2 separate regions of the Rattus norvegicus genome follow, and region 2 is linked to region 1. A link is a contact called in public Hi-C data. All regions are on one chromosome and are shown on one strand. The core of a region is the stretch at or near the end of the contact, and the rest is flanking DNA. Distances in the headings are between cores, read along the strand shown. Region 1 overlaps Tenm3 (teneurin transmembrane protein 3). Region 2 overlaps Tenm3 (teneurin transmembrane protein 3).

The links. Hi-C and Micro-C count contacts between places; a contact is called where the count stands out from the background.
Region 2: a contact with region 1 is called in a Hi-C map of liver, with 4 times the contacts expected there. The contact joins two enhancer-like sites. A contact is called at or near these places in 2 of 12 Hi-C or Micro-C datasets (frontal cortex and liver).

Annotation. Positions count from the first base shown.
Region 1 is chr16:50,548,834-50,556,064 of GRCr8, reverse strand. All of the region lies in intron 4 of Tenm3 (teneurin transmembrane protein 3), which reads right to left. Among named protein-coding and RNA genes, the nearest start is that of Dctd, 280 kb to the left of the region's middle. Within about 2 kb of position 1,739, at least 4 of the 93 cell types and tissues checked have an H3K27ac peak or open chromatin away from gene starts, as enhancers often do. A contact at or near this core is called in liver, where this site is marked.
Region 2 is chr16:50,711,225-50,718,133 of GRCr8, reverse strand. Tenm3 (teneurin transmembrane protein 3) reads right to left here. Exons shown (of 29, transcript NM_001169133.2): 29 at 6,782-6,909. LOC102552563 (a long non-coding RNA gene) reads left to right here. Exons shown (of 4, transcript XR_005494836.2): 4 at 1-129. Among named protein-coding and RNA genes, the nearest start is that of Dctd, 120 kb to the left of the region's middle. Within about 2 kb of position 3,358, at least 26 of the 93 cell types and tissues checked have an H3K27ac peak or open chromatin away from gene starts, as enhancers often do. A contact at or near this core is called in liver, where this site is marked.

The sequences.
Region 1 (7,231 bases), core at 490-2,989:
AATCCGGAATATTCACCCAAGCGAGCAAAGGCCTAGTTTCCCGATCCTGTCCCTTCCTCTCTCATCCATCATGAATGTGTTCCCCCAAATAATCTGTGGGCAGAAGACTCGTTACAGACCCCTCAATAGAAGCTGCAGGAATAAAACCCAGAGCTGACCTTTTTACAGTCAGTGGGACAGTTGCAACACAGACTGCCGGGATAGCCTTCGTGTACACTAAAAGGCACCTGAGTCGAGTGCTGGCCTCCAGTCTGCTGCATTCCAGCTGGCATTGCAGCTTATTTAGGTGAAAATCTACAAAGTCTGCCTGAGATGGTCTCTAGATTGCTTTTAGATTGACCTTCTATGACGTGTCAATAGATTTAGGAATCTTTGGGGGAATAAAAAAAAATCTGGGTATCAATAAAATATCAACATACTAGAACACACCTTTGCTCCTTTTTTTAAAATTTCAAATACTACCCTATGTAGTTCAAAGTATAATAAGACTTTAACTTGGCGTACGTATCTTGCTTTCACTCAACTTCATGAATCTCTAACTCTACGTGATGTACGTGTGGAATGACTAGGTTTTACAGGGAAAAAAAATAAGAAAAATACTCCTAAATATGGGGCCGTGATTATACTTGATGCATACTTCCAGAGAGCAACCAAGGTTTCTACGTAAGACGGACCCTCTCATGTACAGACGGTAGCTTACAATGTGGACCCCCGTGGTCTACGCAGTCATTAGGAAGACATCATTCCCCATAAATTAGCTTTTGTTTGGATTTCCCGCTGTGTTTATATGCATGTTGACAGAATGCGTTAGGCAATATTTTGGCATTTGAATCCATTACTATTGGTTATTATCTCTAAAGGCTAATATTAGTTCAGAGCCTACGCCTTGCTGACCCACATATGGGTTTTTCTGAAGTCAGTATTTCTCCACCTCCATACGTTTTCCGGTTGTCAAAGCGACAAAAGATTACTCTCTTTATCAACTACATGAGGGGTTTTGTATGCAAAAGCACCAATGTTTGATGTGGCAAGTTCCCCTGTGATTATAAAATCACAGGCTTTATGAATGAACAGATGTAGGGAGGGGAAGGAAGAAGGAAAAGGTAAAGGAACAGCTGCCTATATTTCATATGTCTACTACGTTTTTCTTCTCCCTCCTTTCTTTTTGGTTGTGGGACATAAATGAATGGCCATCAATGTGCCTTGATTTGACATAAATACATTTAACTCCTATGTTTCCTTCTGCCTTGTTTGATTTATATTATTTTATGCATGACGAGATTTTTAAAATTCTTCTAATAAAGGTAATTTTTTTTCTTTTCTCACTCCATAGATGTAGTATAAAACTGCTATGGATACACCTAGGTAGTGGTCTTCCCCGCTGCCCACTGACAGCCAAGGTAGAGGCTGAGGAAAGTAAAGCTACTGTTTCGGTCACAGAGAGAATGAAGTTATCGTTTCTATGGTAGACTTATTTTCCTACTGTTGTTGGGTTTTTCTAATTTGGGGGGGGAGGGGTAACTGATTGAAAGAAGCCTTCCTTCTCCTGCTTAACAGAAAAAATGCCTTACTAATATACTCCTTACTCAACCGGCCAAAAGGGGCGTGCCATTACCGGCCCACAGGATCTTGGAGGACCAATTGTCAGTGTTAAAGAATATGGCTATTTCAAGAGCATTCAAAGTACAGAATGAAATCATTTGTGGGGTTTGTGTACTAGTCGCTGCCTGCCAAAACGCTGCTTGGCCTCTATCGGGAAGGTGGCAGAGGATTCGTTAGTGACAGTTACTAGCAGCTGGCCACGAAGCCCCATGGTTCCTTACTCAGAGTCTTGTAGCACTACTGGCTCCTTCGTGGGATTGCCTATGTCACAGCATCTTTCAGAACTACACATCAAATGTTTTTGTTTGCTAATGACTTAACTAAGCGAGCGCTTTCCCCTCGGCTTCATCTGAATTTTTATGAAGGTGGTGGAAGGGCTGCGGTGTAGCTCAGTGATGGGGCTAGGTCCCCAATACACACACATAAACATACACAAAAAAGTCACAGAACATAGAAACACAGCCCCCAAAAGAGAAACATTGAAATGTTAAGATGATTTACCATTATTAAAAGTTCGAGCTATTACAATATGAAAATTCTTAGAGGAATGTTGGTATATTGAATTATGACAAAGTCTACCAAGGCAGCCCCTTTGTAACATTGCCATTCTAGTACAAGGTGGTCCCTTTCTGGAGAATGATTCGTGTGCATGCGTGCATGCATGTATGTGCGCGCTCGAGCGCCTTTCAGCACATATGTGCACACATATAGTTTCAAATGGAAATTGGAAATGACTTCGGTGACCATTGGGGGCATGGCAGCTGACGTGACATAATATTCCTCATTCACACAACAAAAACTTTGAGCTTTTCCCCATCAAGTTCCACTGTCTGGGAGGAGTCTACTGCGACATCAGCACGTGGCAGGCCAGGGCAGCTGTGACTGACATTTACCTCTGCACCCTGGACTGTCACCTCAGCCCTCAGTATGGAGTGGAGACAATGTCTTGGGAAGCCAGTGACCCCAGGCTCATCTGGGATCACTCACCCTGGGAAACACTTTGGCCTAATCATTAACTAATCATTAACATACGTTTAACTGTTATTTAATGATTACTTTAGAGTGTCTGTGGACGGCTTTCAAAACAAAACCGGGCGGGAGCTGCAGTGTCTGGCTCCAGGAGATTTGTTTCCGGTGTCAGCTTGCTTCTGTACTCGGTGGTCTCACTCTCCTTGTCTAAAAATAAATGGCCCACTTTCCCGCTTTAGGCATGCATCTCTTCTCTACGTGTGACTCCTTTCTGAGGCGAGCAAGAACTCCGAAGAAGCTAAAAGCGTCTAAAAATACCCCTACTCCAGAAATAGAAAATAGAGATGTAAGTTGTGATTATTTGAGATGGCTGAAATAATACGGTCAGGTTCGATTTACAAACGCAATGCAACTCACAGAGGCTCAGTCCCTCTGTGCATTGAGAGCTTGTTACAAAGAGAACTGTAGTTAACTAATGGCAAGATTTAAAGATCAGGAGCAGTGGTTCTCAGGCCTTCAGTTCCTCATGGTGTGGTGATCCCCAAGCATAAAAGAATTTTCTTTGCTACTTTGTAACTGTGACTTGGCTGCGGTTATGAACTGTAATGTAAATATATGATATGCAGATTTTCTTAATGACCACAGTATTTGGACCCACAAAGGGCTCCAGACCCACAGGTTGAGAACCATTGATCCAGCTCGAAGCACCCAAAAGCAAAGACTGGCAACTTAACTATTTCCTGGAGTAGTGATTCCCAGACATTAAAAAAAGAGTACCTATCTCCTCTGTGATATGATTGGAAGCATTTTACAGTATTATTTTATTTTAACAGAGGCTATTTCACATTTATATGTCTCATTGTTTCTCCTTTGAAATGACCTGCAAAAGTTTGATTGCACTGACTTGAAGAGGAAATTTGACTGCATGATGCTAACCACAACCCTTAACATGAACAGAAAGCAACAGCAAGGACAAGTGGAATGAACGGGAGACAACATCAGCAAACCCAAGTAAAAACGCACGCCCACAAAATTGACTTCCACGAAAGAAGTGTCGGACAGCCATCAGAGACACTCCGATGTCCGCCGAGACCTTCCTCACAAGATAGCACAGAACAAGAACTCAAACTGGAAGTGACCCCCTTTGTCACTTGGTGTTCATTATCCTGTCCATGGGCTGCCTTCAAACTCTCAGATCTGTGCAGCCAAAAGCTGACAATGTAGGCTCAGAAGGAGATGATCCAGATACGGTCCCTCGACAAAAGACCCACTGGCTCTAAGAATGAGCAAGGAACTCATTTTCTGATTTAACACTTCCGTTTTTGAAAAAGTGTGGCCATTAAGTTTTGGTTCACTGGATTGTCAGGAGCAATACTGATGAGGTCAGGGCTGGTGGCCCACACTGTAAACCCTGTAGTCAGGCTGGTAAAGGAAGAACACCGCTGTGGGTTTGAAAGCACTCTGGCGACATTATGGCTTCCCGGCTAGCCTAGGTAGACCATGGAGGAGGAACAGCAATGGTAGAAGCTAAGGTAAGCCAACACTTGAAGTTTTGTACAGTACGTTGATTATTTTGTTCAATATTTGCCCAAAGCAGTATTACATCATTATCACCAAATTCACTGTTAACCACAATCTAGATTTTATTCAGAGTATATAAATCTTCCTCCCATTTACTAAGTTTGTCCATATTCCTGAGGGACCTTGGGTGTATGGACACATCTTGCACAGAATAACACAGCCAGCAAATGACAGTGCAGAGATTTGAAGAATTTTCAATGTGAAACGCACACTGGACATATTTTGTTATATGAGACTATAGTAGTGACTATGTCTTACTCATAATTTTGCATCCCATGTCTAAAAGAGATACTCAACACTGCTTATGTCTAATGGAATTGATGTCTGAGGGAAATATTAATAATAGTTGCACTTAATGGAATTAAACTGGCTGCAGCTTTGATACTAAGAGGAGAATATGAAAAACAAAAAAATAAAAAATCCCTTGCCCAATCAAGTGCTTCCTATTTCAGAAGCTGTATGTGGGCATCATCTTGGGTGGACTCTACTGCACGCTTTCTCTGTGGTGGGAAAAGAAGGATGGCATGGAAAGCCTTTTCTCCTGGGAATCAGGAAGGCTGAAAAAACAGTCTTGAGGAGACAGTGTGTTAGAGCAAAAACGACAGATGAATCTGAGGATGAAGCCTTTAGGTGAAGACCTCTCCCGGCTGCCAGTCAGTCTAAGTCAGGCTGGTTGCAGGCAAAGCAAGCCACAGAGTAGCAACAATGGTTTCTTCTTTGGAAACATGGATACATTACCAGTGTGAGATGTGAGTAGCGACAATGGTTTCTTCTTTGGAAACATGGATACACTACCAGTGTGAGATGTGAGCAGCGACAATGGTTTCTTCTTTGGAAACATGGATACACTACCAGTGTGAGATGTGAGCAGCGACAATGGTTTCTTCTTTGGAAACATGGATACACTACCAGTGTGAGATGTGACTGGCAAAGGAGGGGGTAGAGAGCGGTACCTTTTTAAATCACTAAATGGTTCCTCAGTATTGTGTAGAAGGAGGTCTAGCTAGAAAATGTGATTGTTCTTTGATTTATCAGATGATGTATACTTAAAGTGTACAGTGGGAGCTAAATGTGTAGGGACTGCTCTAAATCCTAGCCTTTGAGAGTTAGAGGGGCAAAAGCTTAAGGTCAGAGTGAATGCTGTACTGAGATCCTGGAGGAACTCAAGGCTGCTCTTCCCACCTTTAGGACTGTCCCAGTAGAAGAAATCGCATATGCGATTTTCTGACTCCTCTGTGATCAATGGAAAACACCACCTTTACTATGTGTAGCTTCTGAAATATAACAACCCCCAAGCACATACACACCACACACACATCACACCATACATGCACACCACACACCACACACACATACACCTACATACCACTCCATACATGCACATCACACAACAAACACACATCACATCATGCATGAACATCATACAACACACACACACACACACACACACACACACACACACACACACACTGGGAATTTCTTCACAACTGACTATTCAATCATTGTTTTAAAAGGCTTTAAAAGGAATCGCTTTTCTTTAATGCTTTTAAAAACTATTCTCTGAACATGCTTTATATGTTTCATAAATAAAAAATTAAAGTATGTATGTTATAGAAAGAAACAAAAAAAGACTTTAAATTGTTGTGGCAATTTTAGCTCAGTTACCCAGAATTTCTAAAGTAACATGTCTTTCCACTTATAGATGTTAACTGTGACAAAAGTTCTAGTTAAACCAACAAGGATAAAAATGCATCTCATAACTTTCCTCTAAGTAGCGTGCAGATATTTTTTTTTGTCTTTGACAACTGACTTTCCGAGTTACATTTAGTTTATGTTGTAAACTGTAAGATTTGTCCTTAGGTCAAAATGCAGATTTTAGCAGAAATCTTCCTCTAATGCTCAGACTCAATGAGCTATGACCTCCATATGCTCTGCTAGCCTCCCATGATCCCTCCTTGCCTTCTCTCTCTCCCCTTCTCTCCTTCCCTCTTCTTCTTCCCCTTCTCTGTTCCCCACCCGTTCCTCTCTCGCCTGGTGAGGAGTGAGGTGAGGGCACAGCATATGCAGAGTTCTACCACTGAGTTACCCCCTCCCACCCCCTTTCCTCCTCGTATATTTAAACAGCAAGGGTAACTGTAATCAATTGTTAGGTGTCTCTTTCCTCCAAAATATTACAGACTGTAAGAGGGCACTGACTAGTGACTAGATAAGATGGTCTAAATCTTATCACTGTTGAATCTGTGGCTCAATCAACAAACCTGCTGAATGCATGAACGGTCACTAGCTGTGGAGAGGAATGTGTGCCTCCCAAGCCAACAGGGGCTGGCTACACCACTAAAGGCACAGAAGTAGAAACTTTAGAAGCCTTGTCATCGACAGAGAAGGACAGGGTGAGCAGCCTGTAGACATTGGCAGAGGATATGGGAACTATAAACATGTAGCCAAAGAATGTTTTAGTGTTATTTCATCTGCTCGATTTTAAGGTGAAACTGTTGAATTCAGAGTCCGTGGACTGTTAAGACTTCATAGGAAAGCTACTGAGGAGTCCTGGCAGCCTGCACAGCCAGTCATCTCTCTTCCGAATGCTGACAGTCCTCTGCCTTCTCTGTGGGTATTGCTCTCTGAACACTCTGCTCTCAATATCACTCATGCAAAAGCCACTGGCGTGGCAACACCAACGGAAGATTATGCATTGTAGCTCTGGCATGGGCAACTGCTTTATTGTGTGTCTTAGCTGCCATGGTTTGCAGATATGGCTACAGTCCACAAAATGCGAGTGCATGCACAGATACACAGACACAGACACAGACACAGAGACACACAGACACACACACATACACACAGAGACAGAGACAGATAGAGACAGGGACAGATAGAGACAGAGACAGACAGACACAGAGAGAGAGAGACAGACAGACAGACAGAGACAGACACACATACACACACACACAGAGAGACAGATAGAGACAGAGATAGACAGACAGAGAGACAGACAGACTGACACACACACACACACAGAGACAGAGACAGAGAGACAGATAGAGACAGACACAGAGAGAGACAGAGAGACAGACAGACA
Region 2 (6,909 bases), core at 2,109-4,608, 160 kb before region 1:
CTCGCTTTCTGGTCTTTGTTATTGAAGTGGTGGGTCATAGGAATGGTGTGATGACACCAGGCTATCCAGGGACATCTCTGACTAAAAGGAGGAGTCCACCCAATGACAGCAGAAGTGGGTGTTATCTCAGCCTTGTGTCTTAAGTGACTTTGGGGACAATGATGGGAGGGAAGGCTCAAAGCAGAAGTCTTGACCCACTTGAAACATGAATAGAACTGAAGAGCAGAGGCAGTGGGGGGAGGGAGGTGTCTGTCCCACCCTAGTAGAGAAAAAGAGTGTTTTGTGGGAGAGAGGGGAAAGAGGAGAGACAGACAGAGACAGAGACAGGGACAGACAGTGTTAGTCTTCCTAGAAACCAGAGCTCAGTTCAGGGCCCAGATAGCCTATTAGAGCAGCAGTTTTCAACCTGTGGGGCTAGACCTGCTTCAAGAGAGAGAGGTCCAATGGCCCTTCCACAGGTCACCTAAGACCATCGGAAAGCACAGATATTTACATTATGATTCAGAGCAGTAGCAACATTTCAGTTATGGAGTAGCAATGAAAAGAATTTTATGGTTGGGGAGGTCACCATAACACGAGGGACTACATTAACGGTCACAGCATTAGGAAGGTGAAGAACGTCAGAGTGTAAGAGCCATCTGGGGTTGCAGCTGGATCCTACTGATGGTTGTGAGGGGATGGCTGTCTTCAGAGTCACCACAGGCACTGCTTTAAAGGGCTCTGCCCTGGATCATCAGTTTCTCAGTGCGATTCCAGATGCTAATGAGGGTTGGGGGTTGCTCTCACCAAGTATGAGGGGTTTGGATCTGGGAGGGACGCTGTTTATACAGGGCAGCTCTGCAGGGGTTCGGGGATGCACCCCTCCCAAGGAGACATGAGATAACTGTGAGGTTCTCTCACTCCGTAGCCTCTTGGGGGCTCTTGCCACTCTGAGAAAAGCAGCTGAGACACAGTGTGATCCTTACAGGTAAGAAGTACCACAATGTGCTACCCCTGGTTCTGGATCAAGTGGTCTCGGTTCTGGCGATCATCTGGGGTGATCATTAGTAGTGTTGTGAAGATTCCAGACATTTCAGAGTACTGAGCAGGGCCAGACAGAGTAAGGACCCTTCCTGCATGCATACCGCCTCCTGGCTCAGTATACGCTTGGGCTGTGAGGCAGCCAGGAGAATGGAACAAAATTGTGGTCCATCAGGTACAGACCCAAGGACGCTGAAGCCAGGGAGGTGGCGGAACAATGTAGAACAGTATTCCATAGGATTCTCACGTGATTCAAAAATCACCGACTGTTCGCACCATCTTAGAAGGATGAAGTTGCAATGGTGGAATGATAGAAGTCTGGGAGAAAAGTCCTGTTTCTAGGGAACACTCCTAACAGCTCAGAGACCTCAACTATGGGGCATCTAGAAACTCCTCCAGAGATGTAAAAAGGCATCAAGCTAGAACTATCCCGAAGTCTTCGCCCTAACTTTTCTGCCAACCCTCTTTTCACGCAGTGCACGCGCGCGCGCGCGCGCGCACGCACGCACACACACACACACACACACACACACACACACACACACACACACACACGGCTTATGGAGCTGCTCACTTTAAAGATGGAGAAAACTGGTTGAAAACACGTGGCTGCCTTCAGCCAGGCAAAGCCGAGACTGAGTGGGTCTTTTCTGCTCCGGCCCGCTCCCAGTTCCACCGCCCCTCTAGGGACCTTCTAAAGTTTGATTAACTAGAGTGCTAATTGGCGGAGGCTGCAGACAGAGCTGGAGCATGGCAAGGCTAGTCGTGTTTTCTTTGATTTACAAGAGCCAGCAAGGCTACGTCCACAGTTTAATGAGCGGGAAGTAATTGGGAACCTGTTGCCTTCAAAGAGCCCCGAGCCGGAGCCTGCCTCCTCTGCCCTTACTACTGGCATAGAACACCGCCTCTAGGTGTGACTGTGGATGAGGAGGTCTGGGAGCGAGAGCGGGGAACTTCGATGGAGTGCTGATTCATGACCTGGACCTCAGGATCTGGAATGCTGCCAGTTTGCACAACTTGGGTTTTAGAGCTGGTTCCCAAGCAGCCACCAGAGAGAATGGCAGCTGTCACAGAAGGAAGGGACAGCATGTGGAGGACACCTTGGACCATGGCAGAGACCAGGTGAGGGAAGCAACATGCAAGAAGCCAGCTATTGCTTCAGCGCCAGGGAAAAACAAAGGCTTTCTAGATCATCTGCTGAACCTGGCTCCCTGTGTTCTTGGTCTCTCTCTCTCTCTCTCTCTCTCTCTCTCTCTCTCTCTCTCTCTCTCTCTCTCTCTCTCTCTCTCTGTGTGTGTGTTCTAACTCTGAGTCTGTCTCTCCCTGGGATTATAGCTCCCAGGAGCACCCGAGAAATCCTTTCTGGAGAACTGTGAAGATATGAGCTTAGACATACTTGGCTCATGCAGAAGAGTGTTGTTCTTTCCCTTCCCCTCACCCTCGCCTCCCCCTCCCCTCACCCTCGCCTCCCCCTCCCCTCCCCCTCCCCTCCCCTTCCCCTCCCCCTCCCCTCACCCTCCCCTCACCCTCGCCTCACCCTCCCCTCCCCTTCCCCTCACCCTCCCCTCCCCTTCCCCTCACCCTCCCCTCACCCTCCCCTCACCTTCCCCTCCTCCTCCCCTCCCCCTCCCCTCCCCCTCCCATGGACAGCCTGACTGGACTGGTGGTATTGTCACAGAAGGCCAAGATGTTCAGTTGGACATCTAGTGGTCCACTTTTTATCTTCTCGTGAAGCTATGGGGTTCCGATCTCATCCTGTCTGCCATGATATTTTGGCTTCACATGTGATCTGTAGTCTTCCTTTTTTTTTTTTTTTTTTAATCTAAGAGAGAAAGTGGGGGAATGAGTCTACATATTTGGGTCCCCAAGGAGCCTCCAGAAATGGCAATAGGTTCTACCTAGCCAGGGACGGTTTCTTAAAGTAGATACACGCTGTCACTTAAAATCAACATGGACTGGCTTTTCTGTGTGACAACCCAGGAATGAAAGGTTGAAAGTCCTTTTTTTTTTTTTTCTCACCCTGGCAAGTGAGGCCAAGTGGAGGGAGGGAGTGGCGGGGCCAGGAAGAATTTTTTTCCAGGCTGCCTGTCATTCTAGCACTTTCATGAGAGCCTAGCTTGGGCAGGAATAAAAATGCCACTCTGAATTTAAATAATCTGTCCTTCTGGGGGAAGTCTTCGCAGCGACAGGGCTGTTAACATGGAAAGTAGAAAGTAAACAATGTATTTCAGAAATCAGTGTTCTGAGTGGGCTGCGGGACTCAGACAGCCCGCGGACAACTCCTGGGAGGAAGGGCCCTCTTATGATCTGCCAGGCGAGAGGAACACGGCTTGACAGAGCTTCTGCACGGCGTGCGGGGGAAAATCTTAAGGGAGTGAGGATTGCAAGGACCAGGTCTCAGTGAGGCGGTGCATGAAGCAGAAGGAATCGCTTTACGTGTGAAAGTCTACGGACAGAACAGAATGGGACCAGAGAGGGTCATTTGAATTGGCCCATCCAGAGACGAGCAGAGGGAGAGCTTAAGTCTCCCTTTGTTTTTATGTTTTGTTTTGTTTCTGTTTCTGGACCTTGCTGCAGCTTTTGCATAGATTTCTACACCTAAGGCGTCTATCGCTAGGGGGCGCAAGAGCCCTTCATGAAAGCGCCTCTCAGCCGCCATGACCCAGACACAGGTCTCTGCTGAGGCTCACCCCTCTAGGGTGTCACCAGATGTTGGGACAGGATCTCACTCCTCCAAAAAGCCAGAGTCCTGAAAACTGAGAAGCACCGACTTGTAGAAAGATGGTCTCTCCCTTCCCTACCTCTAGTGAGTCGGGCTGCCCCGACCCTTCGCTTCTTCCTGTCCTCCATTCAGTTTTCTGTGTTTTGCAGTATTGCTTTGTCGGTGCTTGAGAATGACGCTTAAATCTCGTGCCTGAGCTTGGTGATAATGTCCCAGTTGAAGTGAGACTTTGAAACCTGCTTGCTTATAACCTTTTGTCAATAAGTTGGGGATGAAAGACTCTACCTCCCCTTCCCAATGATATCCTCAGCAGACAAAATCACCTGGCTTATCAATGAACCAGCATGGTTTTCCTCCGAAGATGAAGAAAAGCAGATGCAATTTTTTTTCGGACACAACCCAGGCAGGTCTTGCTGGGGTCATTTCAGAAAGATAATTAAGGGATAGAAAAGGGGGACTATAGAGAGAGACTGGGGGACCTGGGGACGATTTTTAAGGTGTATTTTCTGAATTAGATACAATAGGCTTCCCACCGTTTATCTTTGAGGGCAAGTTGGGATGAAGTGGATCTCTGCTTACACCATGCTCATCACCTTGTGACAAGAACCCGAGGTGGAAGAGACTAGTTGGCGTGCTCCCTCGGAGTTTCTATGAGCCATTCTATTCTCACTTACTGTCACTCCTTGGGTACTTACGCTCCCCTCACCTTGATAACGTGGAGTTTTGAAAATTTTAAGGAATGCCTTTCCACCCAGCAGACCACTTGCAAATTCTGTCCACTTTATGCATGGAGAGCTATGTGAGATGGAAGTAGTCATTTAGGTGGAATTCAGGAAATCTTGGCACACACATAAAAGGAATGGGACCTTCCTTCCCAATGCAGGTGGATGCCAGTGTCCACTTACGATTCCACCCTATAGGCAGGAGGACTGCAAGCGAGCCACTCTCTTGGCCTAAAACTAACAATTTATACTTCTAATTTTAATTTTCCTCTGCCTGGATCCCGGAAGGATTTATTAAATTTGCTTTGTGGAGCCCATTATCTCTAAACTGACTAATGATGTTACTTTAAGCTCAGCCTCGGTTTGTAGTAAATTCTCTGTACACAAGGCTCTAGGAATCCTGTCTTTCTCCATGGCAGCATTTTCAGTTGGTTCATAAATGAAAAGGTTTACTCTAGCTACCTAAAAGTTATTCGTAATTAAGTGACACCAAGAGACCATTGCTTGTAGAGGGCGTAACAAACGAGAAAAGTGGTAACAGGATATTCATTCTGAGGCTTGAAAGGAGGGCAGAAAACTCCAGTAGTCACACCACTACCTTTATTTTTTTTTTGTACTTTGTTCGCACTGTGGTTAAGGTGAGTAGGAATATATAAACAACGTGTCATTTCTAACATGACCTTGGTAGGATGACAAAGTCAAACGAGAGATTTATGGAGAAATTTCTAGTCCTTCCTTTAGAAATGATGGGCACTCATTAACATTGCATGGAAGACTTGTTTCTATACATGATGGAGCCAAGGAGCTAGAAATATTGGCAGATAGACTGGCCATAAAGCCCATGTCTTATGACTTATGCAAATACGGCAGGTAATATCACCAGAACCTGGGGTGCTGTCGTCAGGAGACTATGCAAGGTAGGAAAGGTAGCTACCTGACAGAGAATCCTTGCTCATTTTGACTTGAACCCCACCCACACTTGGATATCCACTTGGACAACTTGCTCAAATTTCTCTAAGTTCCTTCTCCCTCACCTAGAATTTACTGCACGCTGGGGATGGGAGCTGCAGGCTGAGGTCACTTCTCTTCAGGACGGTGTGTGATGGAATTATCTGTGGAAGGGGTATGATACTGCTAAGCTGACCTTCAAGGCTCAAGGGGGAGGTCTTGTCTCGCTCTGCAGGAGCCTAGATATCATCCTTGTCACCTGGGTTGGGTGGTGTCCTGTAAGACACTGCCCAAGTGCTTTTTGTTACAGACGTGTCATGGATCAGTTCCTTCAGGCTCCCTCTTCCGGACTCTTTTATTCCAAAGAGTACCTTACACAGATAGCAAGCAGATCTACCTGGTCAGAGAAATGGCTGCTTTTGGGATCAGCTGAGTCAAGAGAAAAGGCCGTGAACAGGGAGAGGAGTGGGTATGGTTAGGGCTTCAAAGGCATGATAATCTCCCCTCGTTTCCTTTAAGTGCTTGTGGGGCTGGTCACGTGACTAATAGGTAAGGTAACTTGCAGTGAATCTAAATACGGATGTACATTTCACCGTGGGAGTGAGCAGCAATGGTTTGGTACCCAGTTCTTTATCTAAAACCTCACGTCCACTTTTGTTCTTTGAGTTTGCTCAGACAAGAAAAGCATTGTCAAGAGGAGGGGCTGGAATGTACTATGTCTTACTGGGTTCCTGGGCTTCGAGCATACTAAACTCTAATTTGAGGAGAAACTAGACCCTTTTGCCAAGCGGGGTGACCTGATTCCTGTAGCATCCACGCCTTCTCGAGTTGAGGTTGTCACTGTGAGGCAAGCATGGGGAAGTCTGCCTCTTCATACTAAAACCAAAGCCCTGGTCTGTCAGCCTGGAATTGCTGAGCAAAGCAAACCCTAATCAGCCGGTCTCTATGTAGATTTAGACATCTCCAGGAGGCTGAGGACCTATCAGGCCCAAACTGATTATTCTAATCAAGTGTTTTAATTAGGCACACTCAATGCCAACATCACAGGAATGAGACCCGATTTCAGGAGTAATGGGTGATTTTTTCCTTTTTCAATTCTTCTTTTACAGTTAGTGTCGGGCTTTGTGGAGGTGTAGTTAACATTTTTTTCTAAAGTAGGCCAGGGTAGAGACCTCCGTGAAGCCTGCTCCTCCAAGCTTTCATTTTGAAACTAAATACAAAAACAAAACAAGGAGCCCAATGCAGTAGTAATGAGGGCTATCATCAGTTTGGTTTGCAGAGGAATTGCACCCCCAGATCTGCCTCCTTCTGTAGCCGCAGGAAACCTAAGAGCAATTCTGGCTAGTCAAGACATGAAAAAATATATAAACGCACACACATTGGGTTGGCTTTTATTGGAATGCCTAGATGCAGTCTATAGTCATCAAGTTATGGAAAATTCAGGTCACATAGAAAGTTAAGAAGGCAAATGAAAAGAACAATACAAATCAGACAAAA